Linked DNA regions of Mus musculus: all the other regions are linked to region 1. The links are chromatin contacts, called in public HiChIP or PLAC-seq and promoter capture Hi-C maps. All regions are on one chromosome and are shown on one strand. The core of a region is the stretch at or near the end of the contact, and the rest is flanking DNA. Distances in the headings are between cores, read along the strand shown. Region 1 holds the start of Nfat5 (nuclear factor of activated T cells 5). Region 2 holds the start of Slc9a5 (solute carrier family 9 (sodium/hydrogen exchanger), member 5). Region 3 holds the start of Tmem208 (transmembrane protein 208). Region 4 holds the start of Nfatc3 (nuclear factor of activated T cells, cytoplasmic, calcineurin dependent 3). Region 5 holds the start of Prmt7 (protein arginine N-methyltransferase 7). Region 6 holds the start of Atp6v0d1 (ATPase, H+ transporting, lysosomal V0 subunit D1). Region 7 holds the start of Ctcf (CCCTC-binding factor).

Region 1 (3,566 bases), core at 935-3,434:
CAGAAAGGGGATTTCCTATACCCTAAGTGTGTTTCAATCTCATAGGTTTGGAGAAAGGACTATGCTTAGTGATTCACCTCGCTTTCTCAGTACTGAGGCTCAGCCTGGTCCATTGTAATTTCCTCTTCATGTATTATGTAGTGACTAATGGAAGGGCTAGGTCACCAACCAATGTTTTACTCCAACTCAAAGCTATAGGATTTCAATTGGCCTTAGCGTGTTAGGCAATAGGAGGTTTGAATCTTCTCTTATCAAATGAGCGGGTCTCTTAGCAGCTATGAAGGGACTTCCCTTGGGACGTGTTACAACAGAGTACAGTGGCCATAGAATTTTGAGGGTAGTTTCCTGTTTTGCTCTGCTATGTGTTGGGGTGGCTCAAAAAACCTTCCTTGTGACTGATGAAAATGCTCACAGGGTTCATTAATTATCACTAAGAATTCAGTGAAGATAATCAGGCAGCCTGTATCAGATGTTCAGATGAAAGGATAGGTGGTTTCTGATAACACAAATGTAAATTCTAGGTCTGTAGGTTAAGCTTGCTAAAGGGCCCACCCCAGAGCTGCCTGCACTGGGGCCTCCCTTGCTCAGAGACTCTTCCCCAACTCCAGCATTCCAAGTCACAATAAAGTGCCCAAAATCACAGAGGCAAAACTTTGTTAGGGATTTATATGGGTACATCCGCAGGGTTTTAGGATTTGTGACCAGCTTTGTAGACACAGTAACATACATCAAGGCATCTTTAACACCTGAAAAACACTGCCCACGTGGCTGTTGGCATCAAAATCCCACACAGAATTAAAAATTATTTTCCAAGATGCGCACCCTGTGCTCAAATTGATATTTTAATAACTCGATTAAAAATTTCCCAAAAGTCTATTAAGAGTCAGGAAACAGTCTGTGGTGGAGGTGAGGATGTGTTTTTGCAACGGAAACTTTTAGCCCCCGAGAACAGAGCAGCCAAAAAAATCTCATTTACATGTTTTCCCTCCATTCTCCCTTAGCACAGTGAAAAAAATGAAAACCCGTGTGGAAGAGTATGTTTGCTTACTTCTCTCCCCCTACCCCACGCACGCGTGTGCATTACACACAAGCCATGTGGACTCACATGATCCCATTTTTAAATTGTCTTTTATTTTCCACTCCGGAGTAAATTCGACCATTCACTATCAGAGACATCATTATACATAAACTTAAACAACAACAACAACAAAAATCAAAGCCAGGCATGGTGGTACTCTTCTGTAATCCCAGCATTCGAAAAGCTGAGTCAGGAGAACTGCCCTAAAATTGAGGCCAGTCTAAATCTACACAGCGAATTGCAGGCCAGCTAGACCTACATAACAAAATCACCTGTCTAAATAAATAAATAAATGCAGTCGCCGTAAATTTGGTGTGGTGGGTAACGTGGGGGGAAAATATTTTCATTAAAAAGAATCAATAGCCGAGCATGGTGACTTCTGACCGGCAGGGGCAAGCACAGCTCTGTGAGTTTGAGGCCAGCCTGATCTACATAGTGAGCTCCAGGCCAGAGTGGGCCAACAGAAATCATCAACAACAAAAAAATCCACGAACAGGAACAACAACAACAAAATCCACAAACAAAACTTGGTAACTCGTGATGGTGGTGGTGGTGGTGAGTATGGCTTGCCCTTTCTTAATTAAAAAGTGAGTCTGATAGCCCCTTGACCAGCTCACTGCAGACACTGCTATGAAAAACCCCGAAGGGCCCGGTTGCTGTCCAAGCTGTGGAACTCCATTCCCCAGTGCTGAGCTCCAGCGAGCGGGCCTCGATCGCTGCAAGTCCCTGGAGGGCTTTTCCCCTCCTGGCTGACATCCAGGTCCCCCAGGGTCTGTGTCCTCCTAAGTACACCACGGAGCAGGGCCGGCCGCCTCAGGCTCGCCGCCACCAGGTCGAGGCAAAAAAAAAAAAAAAAAAAAAAAATCTTTTCCCTTCTCAGGGCCCCAGAAGCCAGGCCGCCTCCCTCCACCCTCCCTGCTGGCTGGCGGGGCCCTTTCCCAGCCCGGGATCAGCAGCGGCCGCAGCAGCGACGGCAGGAAGCGAAGCCCTTGTTGATGCTGTTCCGTGGCGCGCCTGTCCGCCCTCCGCCGGCCGCCAGGCTCTTCCGGGCTCCCGGACCTCCCCCCCTCCGCGCGTGCGCAGTGCCCCACGAGGGGGCGGGGCTCAGATTCCTGTCAGCGGCGCCGGCGGTGGCGGCGGCCGTCAGTGTGCGCTGAGGAGAAGCCCGAAACGGACCCGTTTGGCTCTCCCTCTTCCCCTTTCCCCGGTCCGAAGCTTCTGGTCTCTGGACTCACCGGGAGTCAGTTCTCCACTCCGCAGAGCTGTTCCCTCCACTCCGCCGCCCTTCTCATCGCTCGGCCGGGTGGGAAGTGACTGCCCTCGAGGAGGAGGAGGAGGCAGCGGCTGCCGCCCTCGCCTCACCGCCCCCGGTTCGGTGCCCGCGGATCCCGGAGAGGAGGTGCCGCCGCCACCGCCGCTCCCCCCCTCCCGCTGCCCTCGGGCCGGGCTGGGTCGAGCTGCGATGCCCTCGGACTTCATCTCATTGCTCAGCGCGGACCTAGACCTGGAATCGCCCAAGTCCCTGTACTCGCGAGGTGAGTCAGATGGGGGGGTGGGGGGGTGGGGCGTGGGGGCGGGGAGCGCGAGCGCGCGGAGTCCCGGGCTGGGGTGGGGGGGTCCCCCGTCGGGGCCGGGCTCGGGCGGGCTTGCCCCTCACGAGAGTCCTGGGCTGGCCGCGGAGGGCCAGGGGTGATCCCGGAGCTGCCGAGCGGCGCCCCCCTCCCCAGCGCGGCGCGGCGCGGCGGCGCGGCGGGGGGCTTAGGGTCCGCGCGCCCCCCAGAGTCCTCTGCGGTCCCGGAGGTTCGCAACCTGCCGGTCGGCGGGTCCGGACTCCACCACACTCGGCGGACTGCCGGCCCAGTCCTCCCCCGGCTCGGGAATCACCCCACTGGTCCCGCTGCTGGGGACACCGGGGAGGGGGGGTGGAATCGGGGCGCCGCGGCTCGTGTCCCCCGGACTCTCCTCTTTGGCAAAGTTGCCCCACGCCGGGCTGCGTGGCCCCGAGGGGCTTCGGAGCTCAGGGTCACCATTTTTTTTTTTTTCTCCCTCTGGTCTTGTTTGTGCGCGGTCGTCCTACTCCCCCCCCTTCCCCGGCCTAGTCCACTCCCTCCCCATGTCGGGACGGCCCCCCTCGGCCAGGCGTTCTTCCTTTCCTCGTCATCTTCTTGCCTGGAAAAGGCCCCAATCTTCTTTCTCTCTTTCCACCTCCGTGACATTCTAATTACTTCTCTTTTACAAAGATAGGGATGCCCTCCTTGGAGTACTTGTATTCCTCTCCCTGGAGTACCAGGCTCGGGCACAGTCCTGCCCTTTGAGAAAAATTCTCTTCTGTTGCTGTTCAAGGGCTTCGTGCAGAGAGGAGGCAATGAACAGAAAATCCCATTTAAAACTACTTTGGCTAAGGCCTGCAGGGGATTCCCAGCATCTAAAACATTAATACTTGAGGTGATCTCTGCTGGGGTTAAATTCCTACACTGGACACCACAAG
Region 2 (3,548 bases), core at 940-3,439, 1.9 Mb before region 1:
ACACACACACACACACACACACACACCACGCACACTGAACTCAGGGGCCTTGTTGTACAGATAAAAACATGCAATGAGTTTTCTAAATGAAGAAGAGGTTCTGAATCTCGTTTTTGAACACGCCAGGCCTGGTCCCACTGTGAAGAAGGGTCTAGAGTAAGAGAAGTATCGTCTGCTCTCTAGCCTTATACATGCATGGATTTGTGATACTGGGGATCGAACCCAGGGCCTTGCACATACTAGGCAAAGTGCTACCGTCTCCGTCATCACCTTATTCCTGGCCACGGATTTTCATTAGTATTGCGGGTAAGTGGACTCAGTTCCACACCCCTTTCTCCCTGGTCTGTCTAAACAGTTGCAATTCTGCACCCTTTTCTCTGTAGTCCGTATACTAAATGCCAGGTGACCTCAGACTGGGCAAGCTTCCTCCAGACCCCTCTGAACAGAGCAGTAGAAGAACACAAAGTAGACTACGCAGAAAACTCTGGAGGTGGGCAGTATGCTGCATTCTTCCAGCTGTGGTCTTAAAGAGCTGGGGCTCTGCCTGGCCACTGGCCACTCCCCAGGCCAAGTTTCGCCGACCCCCTCCTGACTGCACTTGGAGGCAGGGCTGGCTGCAACGCGAGGAATGCAGTTTAGAGGCCTGGAGCCTAGGGCACATTCCAGGGGAGACCCCGGGGCTAAGGGCCATGTTTACGCAACCCCGCGCCCAATTGTGGCACCCCATCAACTCCCTCCCATCTCCCTCACAGCTCCCAGCTAACCCGCAGGTCAGGAACCCTGGGGGGTGGTAGTGTGTATGCCTCTGGGAGTCCTGGCCCGGAAAAAGCAAGCCGGAAAGGGATGCCTGCGGGGAGGTGGAGGGGAGGCCAGCAGGAGGGGAGGGGTGGTCCTGCTGGACATACGGAAAAATGCCTCTCTAACTGAGCAAAGTCGGCCTAGGAACGTCGGCAACTAGGGTAGGCCAGCGGTTTAAAATTAGACTGATCCACCCCCTCCCTTCCAGGCGTAGGCCACCAGCGGCGGGCCTAAGGGACCATGGGGGCGGTGACGCAAAGGGCTTTCCCACCCGGGCAGCCTCCCATGAGCGCACGGCCGCTTCCAAGGGACTCCTCTCATCCTGGCTGGGACTCCAGTCTTCAACAGCGCTGGAGAGACTGTATTCCAAGGACCCAACCCAGCCGGTAGCCTCGATCCCTTCTATGATTGCTCCCTAAACCCGCCCCTCTTTGGGGCCCCGCCCCCGACTACCTGGAGCAGGTGGAAGTCTGTCCCTTCCCAACTCCACTTCCCCAATCCGCTACAACCACAGCAGCAACCCTGGCAAAGAGGCAGCGAGGGGACTCCAAGCACCTCTTCAGGAGGGCCTAACTTTCAAGGGAAGCCCGAGTGGAACAAATCACAAACTCTCATTTGGCTTCTATACTGTCCCCTCAACTTGAGTCTCCCCCTGTAGGCAGAGGAGCATAGACCTTAGGACCCCGGCCGGAGACTTTTCTGGAGGCGAGCACCCGCCCGTGACGATCTCTCTCCTAGAAGCACTGTCTGTCCACCGCCCACCTCAACCTCCGCAGCGCCCCTCACCTTAAGAGGCGCCCCCAGGAGTCGGTGCAGAGCAGGGATCTGCGCACTCAGGGGCAGAGCCCCGTCCAGGCTGCAGGTGGGGGCCCGGCGTGGTTCCGGGAAGTTGGCACAAGCGAAAGGGTCGGTGTCTTCCAGGTACTGCACTCTCACAGTTACCACGGATACTGGGTCCCCATCCCCGCGCTCTTCCTCGCCCGCCATGGCTCTGCCACCGGCTACCGCTGGACGCCTCTTGTGTCCCCTGCAAATGCTGCAACTTCAACTCGACTAAACTTTGCTGTTAGGGCCGGGCCAGGCTGGGCCGGACGCTCGCGGCTCGAGGGGCGGAGCCAGATGAAGGTAGGACCAAGGAAGGGGGTGGAGCCAAGACTGAGCGGCGAGCGCGCGCTCGGGGTTAACCACCGCCGGAGGCGGCGCTTGGGCCAGCCACTCAGAGAGCTGGTGATCCCGTTAGTTCCATTGCTAGGAGGGCGGGAAAACCCGAGCTCCCGCTCCGCCTCAGAGCAGAGGGCGGGGAGACTTTCTTTAGATTTGGTATGGGCGAGGCTGCAGCGGATCTTTGTAAGGATTTTTAGGGCAGATGGGGGGGGGGGGGTAAATCTCTTCGGATAATCTGGGTAGCTGGGCCACTCTCAAGGGACGAGATGGGACTAATTGCTAGCTTGAAAGACAAATGAAAGCATTTCTCTCATTTGGGGAAAGCAGTAAGAAGAATCTCTTTCAATGTGGAATAAGAAGTGGAAATAGATTTTATATTTGAAAGAAGAGGTGGATTCAGTCCCCTTTAGCTGTGGGGGCAAAAAAAAAGAGGACGGGTGCTCTTTCTCGAAAAAGAATGGGATGAGTCACTGTGAGGAGGCAGGTAGCACATGTTTTTTCGGCTTGGGTGATGAATGAAAAGTGGAGACATTCTTCGGTTTGGGGCGAGATGAGTCAAATGCCCCAAGTTGTTCCTAATTTAAAGGGAATTCCATAAGGTCCTCTCAGATCCATGGAATAGGCAAACAGTTCCCTGTAGTTTGAAGGAAAGGGAAGGCGGCGCCTCTGGGCTCTGGAGAGATGAGGAATAGCCAGCTTTTCAGCCTGGAAAGAGCCGGGTCCGTCCCGGCCTTGAGGTTTCTGGGTACGTTGAGAGCACCGTTGTCCATTAGGCTTTCTGGGTGTGCCCAGTGCGCGTGCGCAGCTGTGGTCCGGTAGGGGGGTCCCAGGTTTTGGAGATCGTGCTGGAAGGCGGCAGCGCACCGCCCCCTGCGGTTTTCTCAGCTTAGCACTGGGACCCGCAGCCTGAGCACCTGGGACGGGTGGCCCGCTGCTGGGCGGTGTTCTGCAGTAGCTGCGCTTGTCTCTGCTTCCCGAGACCCCCGTCCTTCTTGGTGCTCCGGGACGCGGTGGCTGGTCACCTTTCTGAATCCGGAGGAGAGGCGGTTTAGGAGAGCACACTCGAAAGAGTGGGTTTCAGGACTCGAGGGGTTAGGAGGGTTATGCTGGGGAATTTCCGGAGATGAGATTAACCTAGAAGAGATGGAGGAGGGGATCCTAACTGCTAGGATCCTGGGCAGGGTCTCGGGGTCCGGACCTGGCCTGGGGGTATCGGAGCTCGGATTGGGGGGAGTGAGCCCCACGTGCCTGTGACGCGGGGGCGCCGGGTAGGCGGCGGCAGCGGCGGCGGCGGCGGCGGCAGCGACGCGGGGCCGGCGGCCGTGCAGTGCCCGGAGGACAGCAAGATGCTGAGCGCCGCACTGCTTCTTCTGCCCGGGTTGCCCCTGGCGGGGGCGGGGGCCACAGAAGAACCCACCCAGGAGTCCGGGCCGTTGGGTGAGCCTCCTCCAGGCTTGGCGCTCTTCCGCTGGCAGTGGCACGAGGTGGAGGCGCCCTACCTGGTGGCCCTGTGGATCCTGGTGGCCAGCTTAGCCAAAATCGGTGAGTGTGTGTGTGTGTGTGTGTGTGTGTGTGTGTGTGTGTGT
Region 3 (3,302 bases), core at 331-2,830, 2.0 Mb before region 1:
CCTTTTACAGTTTCCTTCTATGTTCAGCCTTGCTAATCCATATATAGTCCAGTTTCAGTGCCCCTCGTGAAAAACCTGGGTTCACCACTAATCTCACAGTCCAGACCTCCATGCCTGGTTGGGCCTGCTGCTCCCAGAACACCCCCAGCCCATCCTCACTACCAACACAGCATCTCTTTTCCCGTATGTGGGGCTCTTTCTGCAAAGTCCTTCTACAGTGACTTCACTAGCCCCGCTGTGTTTTCTCCTTTCTTCTCAGATGCTAAGTACATACGCAGTACTCACCCAGTATTTACTGGACTAAAGATAGTCCTTTGCCTCTACTTTCACCAAAGGTTTGCTCAGGGAAGGGGTGGGGGATAAAGGAGATTACTATTCAGAGGAAAATGACTAGGACCAGAGAGGAGAGACATGAGGAAGAGTATGGATGGGACTGGGATGACTAAGCCCCCATCCCTAGGGGGCTAAGAGGGAAGACTGGACTAAGAGAGTGGCTGACCTATCTTCTGAATGATCAACCCTGGGAGCCATGCTAAAGGACAACATGTCTTAATGGAAAGGATCATACATAATTCATTATCCTGAGAAATGCCTTTCTAGCACTAGAGGAGTAGAGATAGGGGTGGAGTGGTCATCCCATGAGAGCACCCCAAAAGATTACTACTACTGGTAACCCATGGGGTTTACAGGGATGAATAGATACCTTCTGGGGCCAAAAGGGAATAGGATGTCACGACTCAAGGGAAAAGGCCTGACTTCCTAGGGCAACGAGAGGGGGTTGCCAACCCTCAGGGCAAAATGGATAGAGAAGCCATTTCAAAAAAGGTGCAAGACACAAAGCCTGCATCTGTATCTCCTTGCCCCTGGCTAAAGGAACAAACACCCCATGGGGTTGAATAATACAGGGGCAGCCATCACTAGGGGTCTAGAATGAGGAGCAGGCTTGTCTTACATTAAGGACATTGGGTATGGTCCCCAGAACTAGGGGGCGGGAGCAGTCTATTTCCAACTGCGAGGACGGTGGGGGAGGGGTGGAGGAAATGGAACGACCATTCCAAGGGGCCAATGGGGATAAAATTGATTACCCTTCAGGGACGGTGGAGCGGACATCTTCTAGAACTGAGGGGGAGGGAACGGCCATCTCAAGGGAAAGGGATGGGCAGTGAGTCCGTCCTCATTGAGGTGACAGAGCAGCCATCTTCTGGGGCCAATGGGTAAAGAGGGAATGGTATCCCAACCGAAGGGGTCGAAGTGGCCCCAAAGAGGACCGTTACCCAGAGTTTTCAGGTCGTGGGATCCGCCGGGCGGCTCGTTTCCGCCTGGCGGGAGGTGCCGGGCGAGCTGTCAGATAGCCTTTCCCCAAAGCTCGGGACCCCGAAGGCGGGGCCTGTCCCCGACCAAGGCCTGAAGGACCGCTCGCTTCCTCTCACCTCCAGAGGCAGCGAGTCCGCCATCGCAGTTCTGCCGTCTCCGCCCCCACGCAAGGTTTTCTGGGAAGTGTAGTCCCACCGACTCAGGGGGCGGGGCTTCGGAAGGAAATGAAATCCACTTCCGCCCAGGAGCGAACGATTGCGCTCTTTACCGGAAGTGCATGTGCTGCCGATGTGGTGTCTACTGACTGCAGTTCCAGTTACTCGCCCTTGTTTCAGTGGCTGGGTGTCTGCTGCGCACCATGGCGGTAAGGGACAAGGCGTGGTCTGCACCGGCAAAGCTTTCCCGATGTTGGGAAAGTAAAAACAGAAGGGCTCGAAGGCATAAGGCACTGGGCCAGAGAGGGGCGCCACCCAATGGACTGTGCTAGACCGAACGGGATGCGGGGAGAGTGGCCGTGCAGGACTACACCAGGACTAGTGTTGGAGGCTAGGGCGGGCGCGGGCGAGGGTAGTTGCCAGTTCCAGATCTAAACCACTACCCCAGAGGGACGCCATTAAGTTCCGCTGGAGTTTTCCCGGAGAGGATCTCAACCCAAAGCTGAACCTTACGAGGAAAGCCAAAGAAGATACTAACGTAATTTGAATTGTTTTGGGGTGAGCATTAGGCGATCATAACTGGGGGTACAGTAAAGTCGGTGTCCTAACTATATTAGGAAGATGGACTAGAGGAGTGGTCGGTATCTCAGGGATTGCTAGGGTTGACAAAGCACGCTAAGGACTTGGCTGCGGGGTAGATAAAGCTGCAGGTAACCAGGCTGGTACAGGGAGTGAGGAGGACTGAGGCAAAACAGCTCTGACAGCATCTCACCAACCCTCCGCAGCCCAAAGGAAAAGTGGGTACCAGAGGGAAGAAACAGATATTTGAAGAGAACAAAGAAACTCTCAAGTTTTACCTTCGGATCATACTGGGAGCCAACGTAAGTTGCTTGCCTTGTGCTTTCTCTGCCCTCTCATTCCTATCTGATTAGGAGCGCTGGCAAATGACAGCCAAGGCTCCAAAAGAGAACGTTGTAAAGAAATGAAGCCAGGCAGACACCAGCCTGTAATCCCTGCACCAGGGAGGCTCAGGCAGAAAGATGGGCGGTTTGAAGTTAGCTTTGAGTAACAAAGAAATCCTATCTCAAAAAAAAAAATTAAAAATAAAAATAAAAAGGGGTGATGGGGTTAATAAGTGAAGCTGGCCATAGTGGCATATAACTGTATTTCTAGCTATTTGGAAGACTGAGGTCAGAGTGTTGAGTGGTAACCAGAGCCCCACAGAAAGACTGAAGTCTCATTCGAGAGAGTGAGAGCAGGTGTAGCGCCGTGGTGGAGCCCTTGGCTAGGCTCTGCCAGCATCGCCAGCAAACACTGCCCTCCTCCCCCCAAAGTATCCAGGGACTGAGTGGTCAGAGCACTTGTCGCTCTTACAGAGGACCTCGGTTCCACTCCAGGGGCACCACATGGTAGCTCGAAACCTTCTCATTGAGTGGATCCAATGCCCTCTTGTGACCTCTATGGTACCAGGCACAGCGTCAGGCACATGGTGCACATAGATACATTGCAGGCAAAAACACTCATACATGTAAAATGTATTTTAATTTTAAACCATTTAAAAAAAAAAAGTAGCCAGGCACAGAAGAAATATGAACTAGACATAGAAGCAAAACATGAAGAAATGAAGGGGAAACAAAGCAAAACAACAATAAATAAATAAAAAGTCCCAGCTGAGATTTGTTATACTGAGGCCATACCAAGCTTATACATGTTATACTAAGGCTACTCTTCCTGGACAGATATGAGTCTAAGCGCTATCTGACTCAGAAAGCAGAGGTCTTCCACCACCAGGTTTCTTCCTCCTAGTCTGGCCCAGTTCTCGGTCAGAGTTGA
Region 4 (3,607 bases), core at 288-2,787, 1.2 Mb before region 1:
TCTTCCTGCTGATCTGAATGCCCTTAGCCAAGTGTTCTATAGAGAAGTGACTATTATAGTCTCCAGCTTAGCATCACCCAGTGACCATGCCCACTCATACAGCATCACCTTTGGTTTCTGATCATTGGTCCTTCCATGGAACAAGCTTTGCTCGTCTTTTGCTTGGATCTCCAGTTTCTACTACTCCTGTAGCGTGTGGGTGGGTGTTCAATGTCCTCAGAGCTCCTATCACAGCTCTAATCTCTTTGCACAGTAATTATATATTTGCTATTCCTCTCTCTCTCAACCCTGATGGGAGACTATCTCTGTATCTCTGTGTCCCTCATAAGTACTGGTAAAGCCCTGAGCAGGAATAAACCAGTCCAAGATGAATGGCTCACGAGCTCAGAACATTCCTTGCTCTTCTGACCCTAGGCTTAGCCGGGGTCCCCCTGAGGCTCACTTAGTAGCCCAGGAATCACTGAGATGCAGAGATCTTTGCAAGGAGCTTGTGCTTGCTCCATTCTCCCAGGGGCTTTTGTGAGTAGTATCAGACTTGCTGTCGTGGAGGAGGTGGTCACTGGCTTCTCCCAACTCCTTCTCTTAATCATGCGCTAAGTAAACAAGACTGAGTCCCCAGACTCCAAGGGATGGTGTCTTGGGCCATCTCATGTCTCACCGGGGAAGGCAGACTCTTTGAGGTGAAACCAAGATTGAAAGCCGGTTCTTTTTGACAGCGTCACTTCCTATATGTGGGCTTTCCTTGCTCGGGTGTCACAATGCCTTAGTCTCACGGTTATGTACTAAGATGCAGAGGCCAAGAAGGGTACTTTTCTCTGTGTCTGCTCAACTTCCGTCAAGGACCAGACCTGGTCCCTCTGATTTAGGTGAGGCCTAGCTAGAATGCATGGCATCCTCTCCGGGCCGGCTTGAGGGGACAAAGGCACAGCCACTGAGACGGGGCCCCACCCCAGAAGGGTGGCTCTGAATCGACTCCAGACTTGTCTCGCAAGGTTTTCTTCGGCTCCACCCTAACCTACCCAAAAGTTCGAACCAATCCCTGGCCCTCTCCAAGTTACGCCATCGAAGTTGGTATGGAGGGATGCGGGGGATGAGTGGTAACTTTTGAGGTGGTCTAACGAACGTATCCACTCTAAACTCAGCTATAAGTGAAAAGTACCTCTGTGGGGCCAAATATCCGGACACCTATAACCCTGGCGCTCTGCTACCCACTTCCTCGACATGAGCTCCGCCCGATGAGGGGGAAAAAGATAGTCTCCAATTGGCCTACGTGGGTTCCCAATCTAATTAGACAGCGCTATTGGCCCTACCCTGGTCTTGGTTTAGAAACTGCGGAAGAAAGAGAGTTTTAACTACAACTTCCGAGAGGGAGCAGGGCTCTGGCGCTTCTTGCTCACGTGACTTCCTCCTCGCAGAGGACTCACGCGATAGGTCGGTGAGGAGGCGGGGCCCGTGGCTGTCAGCGGGGCCAGCGGCCTATGGGCTGCCCCGTCGGGCGGGAGCGCGGCGAGGGGCGGGGCTGGGCGCGCTGCAGGGCGCGGGAGCGCGCCGGCGGCGGTGGCGGCAGTGGCGGCGACTGTGGGGGTGGGGGGCGGGGAGCCTTGGTTGAGGCGACCGTGGCTTTTCTGCACCCTCGACCGGCGGCGGTGACGGCTCCCGGTGCGGCGGGGCGCTCGGCCAGCTTTCTAGGTCGGAACGGAACGCTCGGCCTCGCGGGCCCCGCCCGGAAAGTTTGCAGTGGAGCCGCGACCTCCTGGCCGGCGCGGCCCAGCATGAAGCGGCGCTGAGGAGCCGCCGCGGCCGCCTGAGGAGGAGGCGCTGCACCCCGGGCCACGCCGATGACTACTGCAAACTGTGGCGCCCACGACGAGCTCGACTTCAAACTCGTCTTCGGCGAGGACGGGGCACCAGCGCCGGTGTCCCAGGTCTCGCGGCCTGCAGGTGGGTGCCGGGCCGGCCGGGACTGTGGAGCGTGCCCTCGCCGCGCTCCCGCCAGCTCGCCTTCCCCTCGGTCCCCCTGGTGCGTGCGGGTGGCGAGGAAAGCCCGATTTAATTTGAGGAGGAGAAGGAGGCGTGTGGTTCGGGGCGACGTGGAAGTGTCTTGGCTGCGAGCGAACTAGTAGGGAACTCGACTCCGAGAGGCCAGTGGCCGGCGGACGCCCGGGCTTTGGAGGCAGAGGTTGTTGGGGCCAAAGCCCCAAGAGGTTTCTGGTTGTCGTAGCTGTGCCAGCGTGGTGCAGAGGAAATGTCTCCGAGAAGTGTAAGCGCACTTCGCTGTCTTTAGGCTAGTTGTAAAATTCTTTATTTGAAAGATGCGTGTTTTCAAATTCCACTTTAAAAAAAAATCTACTTTGCTAGAAGAGCGAGTTCGAGTTAGTGTCCACTTGTGTAAATTTATATTCCATCCACGCTTAGTTTCAAGTATACTATAACGGACCTTTCTGAAAACTGGGTTGTTTTGCTTGGGCAAAGTGTTTCTGGAGATTAAAAAACAAAAACAAAAAAACAAGATACGTTGCCTTTTAAAATTACAGTTCTCCTAGAATGTTCTAGAAGGCATTTTTTAATAATTTTAAAAAAAAAAGCTCTTCTCAGAAGATGTTTTAAAAGATAAGTTGGGAAAGCTGGACACCATAATGCTTGCGGGTCAAACCAGTCAGTAAATAGAAACAGGATGATGACTGGGGACTTAACTCTCTCCTGTGACCTGGTTTGGAATAGTGTGGTTCGTTAAGTTCAGCTTCCCTATTACATATGCAAGAGAACTTAGAAAAAGAAGATGGATAAGAGTATTCATGTTTATTCTTTCCAGTATTAAGTGAATTATTTAAATTTTTTCATAGTATTGTGAGGGCTAATACATTGTTTTCTCAGCGTTGCATTGAATCTCTAGGTGGTACAATACCTTTTAGTTCCTTTTCAGCCTTCGTATACTGTTTTCAACGTAATAAATATAAAGTTAAGAGTTGACTGTAGAGCCGGGGCGTGGTGACGCACGCCTTTAATCCCAGCACTCGGGAGGCCGAGGCAGGCGGATTTCAGAGTGAGTTCCAGGACAGCCAGGGCTACACAGAGAAACCCTGTCTCAAAAAACCAAAACCAAACAAACAAAAAACAAAACAAAACAAAAAACCCAGTTGACTGTATTCATTTCCAGTCCCATTAGCATTATTTTAATCAGCCTTAATGTCGAAGATACTAGTGGATACTCACTGGGTAGTGTATACTGATGCAGGCTCCTGCTCCTGATGAAAATTGGGAAACAGATGAGACACAGCTCAAACAGCTATTACTCGGCAAACTAAATTGTCATAAATTTTATATATAAAATAGAAAAATGGGGTTTATGGAGCTGATGGCATTGAGTTGCACTTAGGTTATGGAAATTGAAAAAATAAAACAACTTGTTTGAGTGAATTTGTAGAAAACAAGTTTGCAATTGGATTTGTAGTTGAAATTCCCAAAGATAAGCATGAACAGTTTTGCCAGAAGCCGACTTTAAAACGTTCTGGGCGGTTTTCTCGCCCCCCCCCCAACCCCACCTTTTGTTTTTTCTATCATTTCTTTTTTAGAGTCTAGTTCTGTCAGGTCTGCCGCCTCATCTTCC
Region 5 (3,623 bases), core at 1,017-3,516, 1.1 Mb before region 1:
CTAAGTTCAAATCCCAGCAACCACATGGTGGCTCACAATTACCTGTAATGAGATCTGATGCCCTCTTCTGGCCCATCTGAAGACAGCTACAGTGTACTTATGTATAATAATAAATAAATCTTTGGGCCGGAGCTGGGCTGACCGAAGCAAGTGGGCTGAATGGAGTGAGCAGGGTTGAGTGATCAGAAGTCCTAAAATTCAATTCCCAACAACCACATGAAGGCTCTGGTTTTCCCATTAGAAAAGGTAGAGACAGCCGCCTTTAATCCCAGCACTCAGGAGGCAGAGGCAGGCGGATTTCTGACTTTGAGGCCAGCCTGGTCTACAGAGTGAGCTCCATCTGTACAGCTACAGTGTACTTACATACATAAAATAAATAAGGCTTTTTTTTTTAAAGGTTCAACAGGAGTGAGTATAGACATACAAAATCTAATAAAAACTATTACTTTGAATAGCCAATGCTTGCTAATAAAAACTTTCTGAAAAAAAAAACAAAATGGCGATAAAAGTATCTAATTCATAGTATTTGTGAAGATTAAGAAAAGGAAAATACCACATTAGGAATCTAGCTCAGAGGAAGAACACTTGCCGCAAGTTCCCTTTGTAGTGACAAGTCTGGAATTTTGGTTTCTTTAAAGAACACAGAAACAGTTTATTTTTTTTTTTGTTTTAATCCCAGGTGTGGGGATGTGGGGCTGCTTTGAGCTGTCTAAAGCAGCTGACTATGATTTGCCTCATGCCCTAGCAGAAGTGGTTTTTGTCAGCTGTAGATAGTTTCTGTGACATTTGGAATTCTGGGAACTTCTCAGAGGGTATATATAAATGCTAGAGCCCCGTCTTCAGGGAGGTTGGAGGCAAATTGTTAGTAGTCTGACCATACACTGCACCAAAACCTCCAAAATTGTGAGCTAAAACTCCTTCCATATTTACCTCATTTTTCGTAGCAATGACAGTTTAACATCATCTCTAAATACTGTATATCTTTTAAATAGCCAAATCCACTTTCAAAAGGCCTACATCAATTCTGTTTATTTATTTTGATACACGTTCTCACTGTGTAGCTCTGCCTGGCCTTGAAAGAAGAGATCTATTGATCCATGCCTCTTGAGTATTAAAGGCCTGATCAATCACACACAAAGTTTTTGTTTTTTGCTTTTTGTTTTTTTTTTTTTTGGAGACAAGGTCTCACTATGTAGTCCTTTTTGGGCTGGAACTCAGAGATCCACATGGTACTGCCTCCCAAATGCTGGGAGGGAAGGTGTGTATTACGACACAAGCAAAAGAGAAAGAAAGAAAACCAATCCTAAGGGGCGTGGGTTGCACATGCTTACTTATAATCCCAGCACTGGAGCGACGGAGGCAGAACTGCTGTGTGTCAGAGGTCTGCTTGGGCTCCATAGCCCGTACTATGTCAACCAGAGCTACACAGCAAAACTATCTCAACAGAACAAAAACAACAACAGAAATCAGGTAAAATGAGGTCAACTCTTAGAGATGGATCATCCATTCTTAAGCTTACAGTGTGTATGCTCTTCATTACTGCCTTTGGGAGCAGAGCAGACATATACAGTACTCACTTTGCGGCAGTCGGTGGCAGCAGCCTCTGGGTTTTCCTCCTCGTGGACCAGGTCCAACAACTGGAAGCCCGCATCCCCGACAGCTTCTGACCCACACTGAGGCTCCAAACTGTTCGAGGTTCCCGAGGATCGGTGGCTGGAGACCACCCTGTAGCGGCCCTCTTTACGGACCTCGCGCACCGAGGCACGAAGATCGCGGCGGATACGCAGCTGGCTGCTCCGGGACGGGCGCAAGGCAGCCCGCACAAGCTGCTGGATTGGCTCCTCCTGAGGGGCGTCGGGAAAAGAGATGACTGCGACACGGGCAGCGTTCAAAGATCGCTCCCACAAAGAGTCCATTCACCCTTCTCATACCTGGGATCGCACGGTGGCAACCAACTGGAAGACATTTCTCTCCGCCGCCGCCGCCTCCTGGCCCTCTGGCGTCTCCCGAGCCGCCGACTCGACCTCGCTGCTCCGGGGGCGTTTACAGGCCAGCACGAGCGCCTCGGCGGGCTCCGCGTTGCGCTTCCGCTTCACGCGCAACACCGCAGTCCTGCCGGCCTCCATAGCGGCGATCGCGGAGTACTGTGGGAAGGCGCGGGGCGCGACGGGATGTCCATCCAGTTCAGCGGGCGGGGCCTCACGGAACGTCACGCTACGCCTCGACGCCCCACCCACAGTGGGAGAGGCAAAATGGCCGCGGGAGTGGCGGCGAGTGGATCGCTTCCCACAGCGGGTGAGCTGTTGGGCTTGCTGGGGAGGTTGGGCCGTGGCTGGGCCTGGGTGCAGTCGGTCTTCCGGCCTCATTTTTAGGGCTCTGGCGTTGGGGATATTTGGGTTTCCGGTGTACTTATCTTCCGGGCTGCTCCAGAGTCCACGTGGAGTGGTTCAAGCACCCTGAGCAGGTCTGCCGCAGCGGTCCGCGTGGGTGACTGTCCTTTCTCAGACTGTCGCCGGGCGCAGGACTTGTGTCAGAAGCCTCGCCCCAGTCACTCACACCGGGCGGGACCTCAGTTGTATGCAGCGCCCCTAACCCAGCCGGGAACGGTTCGGTCCCGGGACCGTTCGGGCGGTTTTGCTTCGGGATGGCTTTCTCAGTTCGTATTCTGAGCAGTTTGGGAACCATTCAGTTCACGACACTCACCCGGAGAAGCGCCAGACGTTTGTGTGCCCGAGGTGGACATGCTTTTGATTAAAACACTGGAGTGGCCCTCAGTGCATTTTTAAGTGTGTTCTTAGTGAAACCCTAGCGACATCACAGATAAGCAAGTGTCCTTAATCTGTTGCGGAATAACCACTTCTGCGCTTTTACTGTATAATGTTAGCTCATTGCTCGGCTTACCCTGCCTTCTCACTTGCCTTCACTTGAAGGCTGGACCCCGATGGACTTGTGGGGCCTTTTTAATTATGTAGGAATTTCTGAAAAGTGGCGAAACTTCCAAACAGCCCTATATATTTACTGTAGGCCCCCCCTCACCCCCAAATTTTTCTTCAGACAGGAATCTCATTGTGCAGCCCTGACAGGCATGGAACTCATAGAGATGGTCCTGCCTCTGCTTTTCTAGTGCTAGAATCAAAGACATGCAACGACACGTTGTTCTGTTTTGTTCTTGTTTTATGACAAGGTCTCACAGCATTGCCCAGGATGGCATCAAACTTTAGATCCTTCTGCCTCAGTTTCCTACGTGCTGAGATTTTAGACATGAGCTACCACAACTGGCTTTTATTATAGTTTTTGATGGTATATCCTATATAAAAAATGAAAATTACTCTTGTCAGAAATATCAAAATACTGGTTAATTTTCTTTTGAGATGGGCTGTCACTATGTAGTTCTTGCTGGCCTAGAACTTACTATGAAGACCATGTTGACTTTGAACTTACACAGAGATCTGCCTGTCTCTGCCTTCCAGACCTGAGATTGAAGGTCGATGTTATCATTAATAAAGAATTGTAAGTAACTTTGACATTTTTGTCTGTTTCTTTATTTTTTTTTTCTCTTTGTTTTCTTGTCCTTTCTCTCCATCCTAGGCATTATAATTGATTAGGTTTCTGATATCAAGATA
Region 6 (3,143 bases), core at 610-3,109, 1.7 Mb before region 1:
GTTAACATAAAAATCATAAAATCTACTACTGCTCTTTAACTTTAGTAAGTTTCCTATTTTAACATTATTTTTCACTTGACGGGACTAGTTTTCAAGGTAAACATTAACTGTATGAGCCCAACTTAACATCAGAAGTATTTGATAAGAAGTTTCTACATTGGGTGAATCACCCAGCCTCTTCCAGCTACAAGCCCCTTTCTTCAAAGGAATCCTTTAGGACTCAGAGATGGGAACTCATGTCTCTGTCCTTTACTACCATGTGCGTGGAGGGTCTAGAATTAGGGACATCTCTAGCTTAGTACATCTGCTACAGTTGAGCCATCTAACTTTAGATCAGTGGTTCTCAACCTTCCTAAAGCTGCAACCCTTTAAAACACCTTATGTTGTGGTGACCCCCAACTATAAAAATTATTTTCATTGCTGCTTCACAACTGTAATTTTGCTACTGTTGTTAACCATAAATATTTGTGGTTTTCAATGGTCTTAGGTGACCCTTATGACCGTCAAAGGGATGGTGACCCACAAGTTGGAAACTGTTGCTTTAGATTTATGTGTTAAGAAAGAGGAACTTGGGGGCTGGCGAGATGGCTCAACGGTTAAGAGAACCGATTGCTCTTCTGAAGGTCCTGAGTTCAAATCCCAGCAACTACATGGTGGCTCACAACCATCCGTAAAGAGATCTGATGCCCTCTTCTGGTGTATCTGAAGACAGGTACAGTGTACTTACATATAACAATAAATAAATCTTAAAAAAAAAAAAAAGGAAAAGAAAGAAAGAGGAACTTAGCTTTCTGTCACTCTTGTGTAAGAAACTGGTGCCCTGCCGGGCGTGGTGGTGTGCGCCTTTAATCCCAGCACTTGGCAGGTGAATTTCTGAGTTTGAGGCCAGCTTGGTCTACAGAGTGAGTTCCAAGACAGCCAGGGCTACACAGAGAAACCCTGTCTCGAAAAACCAAGAAAGAAAGAAAGAAACAAACAAACAAACTGGTGCCCCAACAGTGCTGGGGTGGGGTGTGAATGCAGGTTGGGGCCAAATACTTGTACGTGAATTTCTGATTTACAGAGCCACCTCTTGCTTTTCCAAACAGTCTTGAAGACTCTACACAGCCAGCGGTTCAGAGCTGGGAGGAACCTCTCGCTAAACTGGCTTAGCAATTCCCCAGGACGACCCAACCCTCAGACCAACACCACCAAGACACAACGATTCTAAAGCCCTTGGGGGAGGAGAGAAGCCTTTTCCATCTAACTTCCCTAGGCACTGCCACCCAACAGGCCTAGGGTTGGGCCAGGGGGAAGAAGCTTGGAGGCGCACTCGTCGCGCCGGCTAACCAATCCTCGGGGACCCGTCCTTCTAAATTATAGGACTAGCTCGACGAGGTTAGAGGCAACCCGAGCCCAGGTAAACCACTGCGGTTCTTGAAGGCTTGTTTACGTCTGGGCCCCCGCGCAGAGCCGCAGCTAGAGGCAGACTCCTTCCTGACATGCCCACCATCAATCAGCTCGCGGGTTCCCAGAGGCCTCGCGTGCCCTTCCCGGCTCAGGGAGGCCCCCCTCAGACAGCCCGGACCCGCGGCTCACCCTCGAGCGTCTCGCACTGCACCAGGTTGAGGTAGTCCGCCTGGCTGAGCACCCCGGCCTTCAGGCCGCGCACTAATCCCTCCAAGTAGCCATTGTCCACGTTGAAATAGAGCTCCGGGAAGAACGACATGGCTGCGGCGGGGGTGGGAGGCGGCAGGGGAGGCGGGGGGCGGCGGGACCAGAGAGCCCCGATCTGCCCGCACGCAACTAGACTCCCCGGATCAGCTGACGCGGCGGCCGCAGCGGGCTGTCAAGTGCGTCAGGTGACGCACCGCGTCTCACGTGACCGCAGTAGGGCCTGGCTCTTAAATGGCTCCAGTTTCCGGGCACCCTGGCACGCATGCGTTACTCTGGAGTGCCCGACCGGCTATAACTGCCCTCCCGGCGCCTGCGCACTAAGGAAAGGCGGCCCTGGAGCGCCTAGCGGAGAGCAAAGAAAGGTCGATGATGGAAATCGACCGCGTGGTGGTGCTAATACCCTCAGGATGCGAGGTGGGCCCTAAGTTGAGTTTTCCTGGGTTTGGCGCTTCTGTCTGGCTTCATTAGGGCCAGCCGGGTAAAGCTGAGCGGGTGTGCTATTCCTTAGGCTGTCGAGGCTGTCTCCTACCAGACAGAAACCGAGGTCCAAGGAAGAGGAGGGGAGAGTTTCGGAGCCAAATGGTTATCCTCCAACTAGACTTTACACCCGGTAAGCCGCACTGCGCCCGCTTTCCCGGCGTTTGTTGCACTAGTTCTCTAGGACCGGGGTGTGGCCTTCTGATTTCCCCAAGGGGCCTGGTGCCTTAAACTCGCCCATATATGTGGTTCAGATGATGGTGTAGCTTAGACCCCGAGGTTATGGTGTGTGTGGTTCCAGCATGACGACGCCCCGACAACCCTTCGACAGCCACGTTTGAAATAACCACAGCTTTAAGGTTAAACCGTCCCATCCTTTATTCTCATCCCCTGCCTTTGCCCAAACAACATCCATTGGCTAGGTGCGACTACAGAGGTTCGTGGCCGTACCCAGCTTGCGGCAGTAGCAAAAGGCATTGAAGAAGCGGCAGTAGCACGTAGCGCACGGGTCGCAGCAAGGTACCTGCTGTCCCAAGCAGGACTCGTGCAGCCTTACACAGCGACGCGGAGAACGAGACTCGCGGTTCTGTGGATCTAGCACCTGCATTCGTAGGGGAATAAGGTTCAGGAAACTCTCAAACCCCGACCCCAGTAGGGTGGCAGTGGACTGAGGTCAGGGAGGGGCTGCAGTTCTGCCCAGGTTGGGTAATCCGGAAGTGGGGAGAGATGATGGTATCTGATGCGCCCTACCTTCTACTTTATCCCTTTCCCTAATGAGTTACCTCCGCCAAAGCTTCTGCCTTCTGCAGCAGAACTTCTTCTGCTCGGTCTGCAGTTGTCTTCTTGAGGCCATTCAGACTTAGACCTGGGGCAGAAGATGTGAGGGCCACACCCACCATGCACCAAGTACCCACCTCCCTAGGTTGGGATTGGGATTGGGGAAGGAGGTCTAAGCCTGGGCGGGCAGGTCTGTGGCCAGCAATGGTCGTTGCCCCACATATCCCCAACCT
Region 7 (3,442 bases), core at 438-2,937, 1.7 Mb before region 1:
GTAAGCCATCACCACTTGACCCCCTCTACCACCTTTTAAAACATCCCCAGAGTTGAGATGATGCTCAAGGGCAGAGACCATGGCTTTGGGTTGGATTCATACCGCCCAAAGGGAGACAGAACAAAACTCCCCCCTGACCTCACATCCTTCTGCACCTATTCCCCAATGTCTGCTCTACCCACAGCAGAACTCAGGCTGCCTTCATGCACTGTCTCTATTTCCTTACTCTCCTGTTTACTTTTTAACCCATTCTACTCAGGTTAACCTCTTCAGTTAATCCATATGAGTCAAGCTAAAGTCACCATGATCTTTCCCAGCTATCTCCAAGGTAATAAACTCAATAGCTAAGCCTCTGGCTGAACTGTACCGGAACTCTCAGCATCTGAAAACCAGAAACCTCTCTTCCTGCCTCAAACTTACTTCTGGTCTTGGATTCTACAATCCAACAGTCTAGACTTGTCTTTCTGTTTACTTCCTTGTCTATTATCCTCTTTCTAATCTTGGACTTTCTCTTCTATCTTTCCTCTAAGTCCAGTCATGGAGGGAAGCTCCACAACAGTGGGTGAATGGACTCAAGATGTTTAAACACATTTGCCTTAGTTACTGACATCTGAACAGTGGGATCTTACATGCTTCTAACTTTCCGATTCTTTTGGGGGGAATAAACAATATCTATTGATAATGGACCAGCATACCCACAACACAGCCCAGATGTATATGAATAGGGCAGAAGCTTGCTGCCAGGTGCATTTGTTATCCAAACAGCTAAAGCAAGAGAACTGGGACTACAATCCCGAGTCACATTCCAAGGCTATGGGGGGCGGGGAGAGAAGATGATTAGAACACCTGCCAATAGGGTCTTCCCGGGAAAGGGAAGGGATTAAGTACCACCGACTGGGAACCGAAATAAAAAGAACAGTCTTAAAAACTTAGACGTTCACGGTGCCAAATACAGCTAAACACGACTGCTGTGGTGTGGTCTGCTATATCTCCGGACTGAGGTGACTCTGTCCCGATTCTCTTAATTTCACATTCGGTTTTCTAAGGCCCTTTTCTTGGGAGGAAGACTACTAAGATCCCCGGGCGAAGCCCCTAGCAGTCGATCTTGAGCACTGGGCAAGTGTCGGAGAAGTGAGAGAGTGCGGGAACTCACTGCATTTGACTCGGCGGCGGGACAGGGTGCAGAGCTAACCCCGGGTGGGAGGAGACCGGGCAGGGTAGAACCCTGGCGCTTCCTCAACCCCCACGGCCCCAGCCCCGCGCGCTTACTTCAGCTCCCCGTCGTCCTCCCGCCCTTCGCAGCTTGGAGGGAAAATGAGCGAGCTAAGGAAATCAGGGCAACTAGGCGGAGACCCGATCGCCCAGAAGCCGCCAGCCTCCGCCCAGGGAAGCCCCACCCCAATGGGAACCAGGCCGCCTCCGCGCCGCCGGCAGAGCCCACGCGCGACCCGGCGAGGGCGCGGGAGGGCGCGTGCGGCGTGACGCCGCGCCTCGCGGCGCATCCCCGTGACGCCATCGCGCCGGCTTTTGAAAGTTGGCGCCCGGGGCCGCCTCCCATGCTGCCCTGCGCCAACCCCTCCCCTCACCTTTCCTCCCCCGCCCTCGTCGCCGCCGGCCGGCCCCCCCCACCCGACTCTTCCCTTATCAGCACCCGCGGCCCCGGCAGCGCCGACGCAGGCGCACTGCACCGCGCCGCCGCCATTTTGTGTCCGAGCCTGTGGAGCGATTAAACCGTGCGCGGAGCTGCTTCTTTGGCGGCAGCGGCGACCAGCAGCAGCCGGTGCGGGCGCGCGGAGCCGGCCGGGGACGCCAGGTGGCCGGAGCGGTGGAGCGGCGGCGGAGCGGGCGCCGCGGGGGGTGTGGCGCGAAGGTAAAGGGGGCCCGGGGTGGAGGAGGTTTCGCGGGCCGCCTCTAGGTGTCACGATGGGGCCGCTCCGGTCGGCGCTGGCTGCAGCCCGGCGCCAGCGCCAGCGCCGCCGCCGGGGGGTGTTTGTCTCCCTCTACCGTCCCTGCTGCGGCGCGGCCGCCGCCATTGCCCGGCGCCGCCGCCAGGGCCTGGCCAACCCCCTCCACGCCCGCCCGCCCGCCCGCTAAGCTTCCCTCCTCCCAACATGGTAGGCCTCTGGCGGCGGTGGCGACAGAGGCCTGCGCGCTCGGCGACTCCATTTTCCTTCCTTTGTCTCTACCCTCGAGGCCGGCTTTTGGCCCGGCTGATCTTCGGGCCACGGCCCGCCCTCTGCCCCTCCCGCGACGGATACCCCTTACCGAGTCTGGACCCTCTGAGGCTCGGTTGCCGCCGCTTGCTTCGCCTAGGGGTTCTGAACCCTCGGCCGGCCGCTTAGCCAGGTCCCGGAACCGTGTGGGTGTCGGGTCCCGACCGACGCGCCTCAGACTCCCCATCTTCAAGTCCAGCCGGTCCCGGAACCTACCCGATCTCCCTGCGTTGCTTCTCCAGCAGCTGGGGTGCTCTCTAGTCTCTCGTAGTCCGATCGTCCCCGCTGCCGGTCTCCGTCGCCGCCGAGTGTCGCAGGCGGCGCTGCTGTGGCTGCGAGCAGAGGGGACCCCTGAGCTGCCGAGAGCTCCCTCTGCAAGGCTGGCTGAGCTGCTCGCGCCTCGACGCCGCCCGAGCGGGCGGGGGAACGCGCGCTCGCCGCCCCCGCCGGGCCCCGCTGCGCCCCCAAACTCACGCCAGGGCATCGCGCGGGACCCGACCGGTGCGGCCCCCAATGGTGCGCGGAAAAAGACACGAATTCCTGCACCAAAGTAGTTTTTCTCCAGCTGTATTCGCACTCTTTCAGCCCCTTGAAACGATAGCAGTCAGACTTGGTGCGCTCAGAAATCTCAAAAGGGACTGAAACTTAATTTCACTCTCATCTCAAGTGATGTGATAAACTCATAAATTCGGGAGCATGGGCTGGTTGCGATGGTACAGGCGACGCTGGAGTTTGCCTCCTATTTAAAATGTCCTGACGCTAACTTTGCACTCCACTTAGGACCTGATGCTCTAGGGCTAGGCTAAGACAGTTCAGCCCCTCTCTAGAGATCGTGCAAACCGATCTAATGCGCCAATAGGGTAGAATGAACTTATTCATGACTGGACTGGTAATTTGACTGTTGGATGAAATGTGAGGGTTGATGTTGTAATTGGATCCTGGGTCACTTGCAGCAGATGGTTTATAAATTTCTGTGCCTAATGTAACTACTCTTTAGTATCTGACTTCCTGTATTGAGTTTAGCATTAAGTAAACATTAGCAAAGAGACTTAATACTTTTTTGGAGTTTAGATCAACTAAGAAAGCTAAAATTCCAAGGCATCCATAGGCAGGAAAAGAAATTAAACAGGGTATTTATCCTGGCATTAAGTCTTTTGCATTTAAAAGCTTCCTTTGATAAACTGCTGGAGTAACCTTTTCGTACCCACTCTAACACGGATTTTCTTTTT

The links. Promoter capture Hi-C pulls out the DNA fragments that hold promoters and counts their contacts. HiChIP or PLAC-seq counts read pairs in DNA pulled down with a chosen protein or histone mark.
Region 2: a contact with region 1 is called in a promoter capture Hi-C map of liver, with 2.8 times the contacts expected there. The contact joins the promoter of Slc9a5 here to the promoter of Nfat5 in region 1. A contact is called at or near these places in 2 of 39 promoter capture datasets (liver and pre-B cells) and 1 of 115 datasets of contacts at active chromatin or transcription factors (thymic regulatory T cells).
Region 3: a contact with region 1 is called in a promoter capture Hi-C map of pre-B cells, with 4 times the contacts expected there. The contact joins the promoter of Tmem208 here to the promoter of Nfat5 in region 1. A contact is called at or near these places in 1 of 39 promoter capture datasets (pre-B cells) and 1 of 115 datasets of contacts at active chromatin or transcription factors (bone marrow-derived dendritic cells).
Region 4: an H3K27ac HiChIP or PLAC-seq map of bone marrow-derived dendritic cells shows a contact between it and region 1, with 4 times the contacts expected there. The contact joins the promoter of Nfatc3 here to the promoter of Nfat5 in region 1. A contact is called at or near these places in 3 of 115 datasets of contacts at active chromatin or transcription factors (astrocytes, bone marrow-derived dendritic cells and pancreatic cancer cells).
Region 5: a contact with region 1 is called in an H3K27ac HiChIP or PLAC-seq map of bone marrow-derived dendritic cells, with 4 times the contacts expected there. The contact joins the promoter of Prmt7 here to the promoter of Nfat5 in region 1. A contact is called at or near these places in 1 of 39 promoter capture datasets (liver) and 1 of 115 datasets of contacts at active chromatin or transcription factors (bone marrow-derived dendritic cells).
Region 6: a promoter capture Hi-C map of pre-B cells shows a contact between it and region 1, with 2.1 times the contacts expected there. The contact joins the promoter of Atp6v0d1 here to the promoter of Nfat5 in region 1. A contact is called at or near these places in 2 of 39 promoter capture datasets (liver and pre-B cells).
Region 7: a promoter capture Hi-C map of liver shows a contact between it and region 1, with 2.4 times the contacts expected there. The contact joins the promoter of Ctcf here to the promoter of Nfat5 in region 1.

Annotation. Positions count from the first base shown.
Region 1 is chr8:107,291,286-107,294,851 of GRCm38.p6, forward strand. Nfat5 (nuclear factor of activated T cells 5) reads left to right here and starts at 2,185. Exons shown (of 15, transcript NM_018823.2): 1 at 2,185-2,613. The coding sequence starts at 2,541.
Region 2 is chr8:105,346,069-105,349,616 of GRCm38.p6, forward strand. It overlaps Slc9a5 (solute carrier family 9 (sodium/hydrogen exchanger), member 5), which reads left to right and starts at 2,190. Exons shown (of 16, transcript NM_001081332.1): 1 at 2,190-3,504. The coding sequence starts at 3,309. It overlaps Fhod1 (formin homology 2 domain containing 1), which reads right to left and starts at 1,902. Exons shown (of 22, transcript NM_177699.4): 1 at 1,585-1,902. The coding sequence starts at 1,785. It overlaps Gm46049 (a long non-coding RNA gene), which reads left to right. Exons shown (of 4, transcript XR_003947441.1): 2 at 127-306; 3 at 384-770; 4 at 1,007-1,588.
Region 3 is chr8:105,324,797-105,328,098 of GRCm38.p6, forward strand. It overlaps Tmem208 (transmembrane protein 208), which reads left to right and starts at 1,581. Exons shown (of 6, transcript NM_025486.3): 1 at 1,581-1,678; 2 at 2,255-2,350. The coding sequence starts at 1,673. It overlaps Lrrc29 (leucine rich repeat containing 29), which reads right to left and starts at 1,472. Exons shown (of 7, transcript NM_001368408.1): 1 at 1,431-1,472. The coding sequence starts at 1,454.
Region 4 is chr8:106,058,053-106,061,659 of GRCm38.p6, forward strand. It overlaps Nfatc3 (nuclear factor of activated T cells, cytoplasmic, calcineurin dependent 3), which reads left to right and starts at 1,538. Exons shown (of 10, transcript NM_010901.3): 1 at 1,538-1,941. The coding sequence starts at 1,839.
Region 5 is chr8:106,208,788-106,212,410 of GRCm38.p6, forward strand. Prmt7 (protein arginine N-methyltransferase 7) reads left to right here and starts at 2,267. Exons shown (of 18, transcript NM_145404.1): 1 at 2,267-2,295; 2 at 3,589-3,623. It overlaps Slc7a6os (solute carrier family 7, member 6 opposite strand), which reads right to left and starts at 2,146. Exons shown (of 5, transcript NM_001007567.2): 1 at 1,932-2,146; 2 at 1,578-1,844. The coding sequence starts at 2,126.
Region 6 is chr8:105,564,205-105,567,347 of GRCm38.p6, forward strand. Atp6v0d1 (ATPase, H+ transporting, lysosomal V0 subunit D1) reads right to left here and starts at 1,860. Exons shown (of 8, transcript NM_013477.4): 1 at 1,579-1,860. The coding sequence starts at 1,708. Agrp (agouti related neuropeptide) reads right to left here. Exons shown (of 5, transcript NM_001271806.1): 4 at 2,916-2,998; 5 at 2,491-2,734. The coding sequence ends at 2,552. It overlaps Gm38250 (predicted gene, 38250), which reads left to right and starts at 1,976. Exons shown (of 4, transcript NR_168532.1): 1 at 1,976-2,070; 2 at 2,165-2,266.
Region 7 is chr8:105,634,851-105,638,292 of GRCm38.p6, forward strand. It overlaps Ctcf (CCCTC-binding factor), which reads left to right and starts at 1,688. Exons shown (of 12, transcript NM_181322.3): 1 at 1,688-1,870. It overlaps Gm5914 (predicted gene 5914), which reads right to left and starts at 2,624. Exons shown (of 2, transcript NR_151742.1): 1 at 2,430-2,624.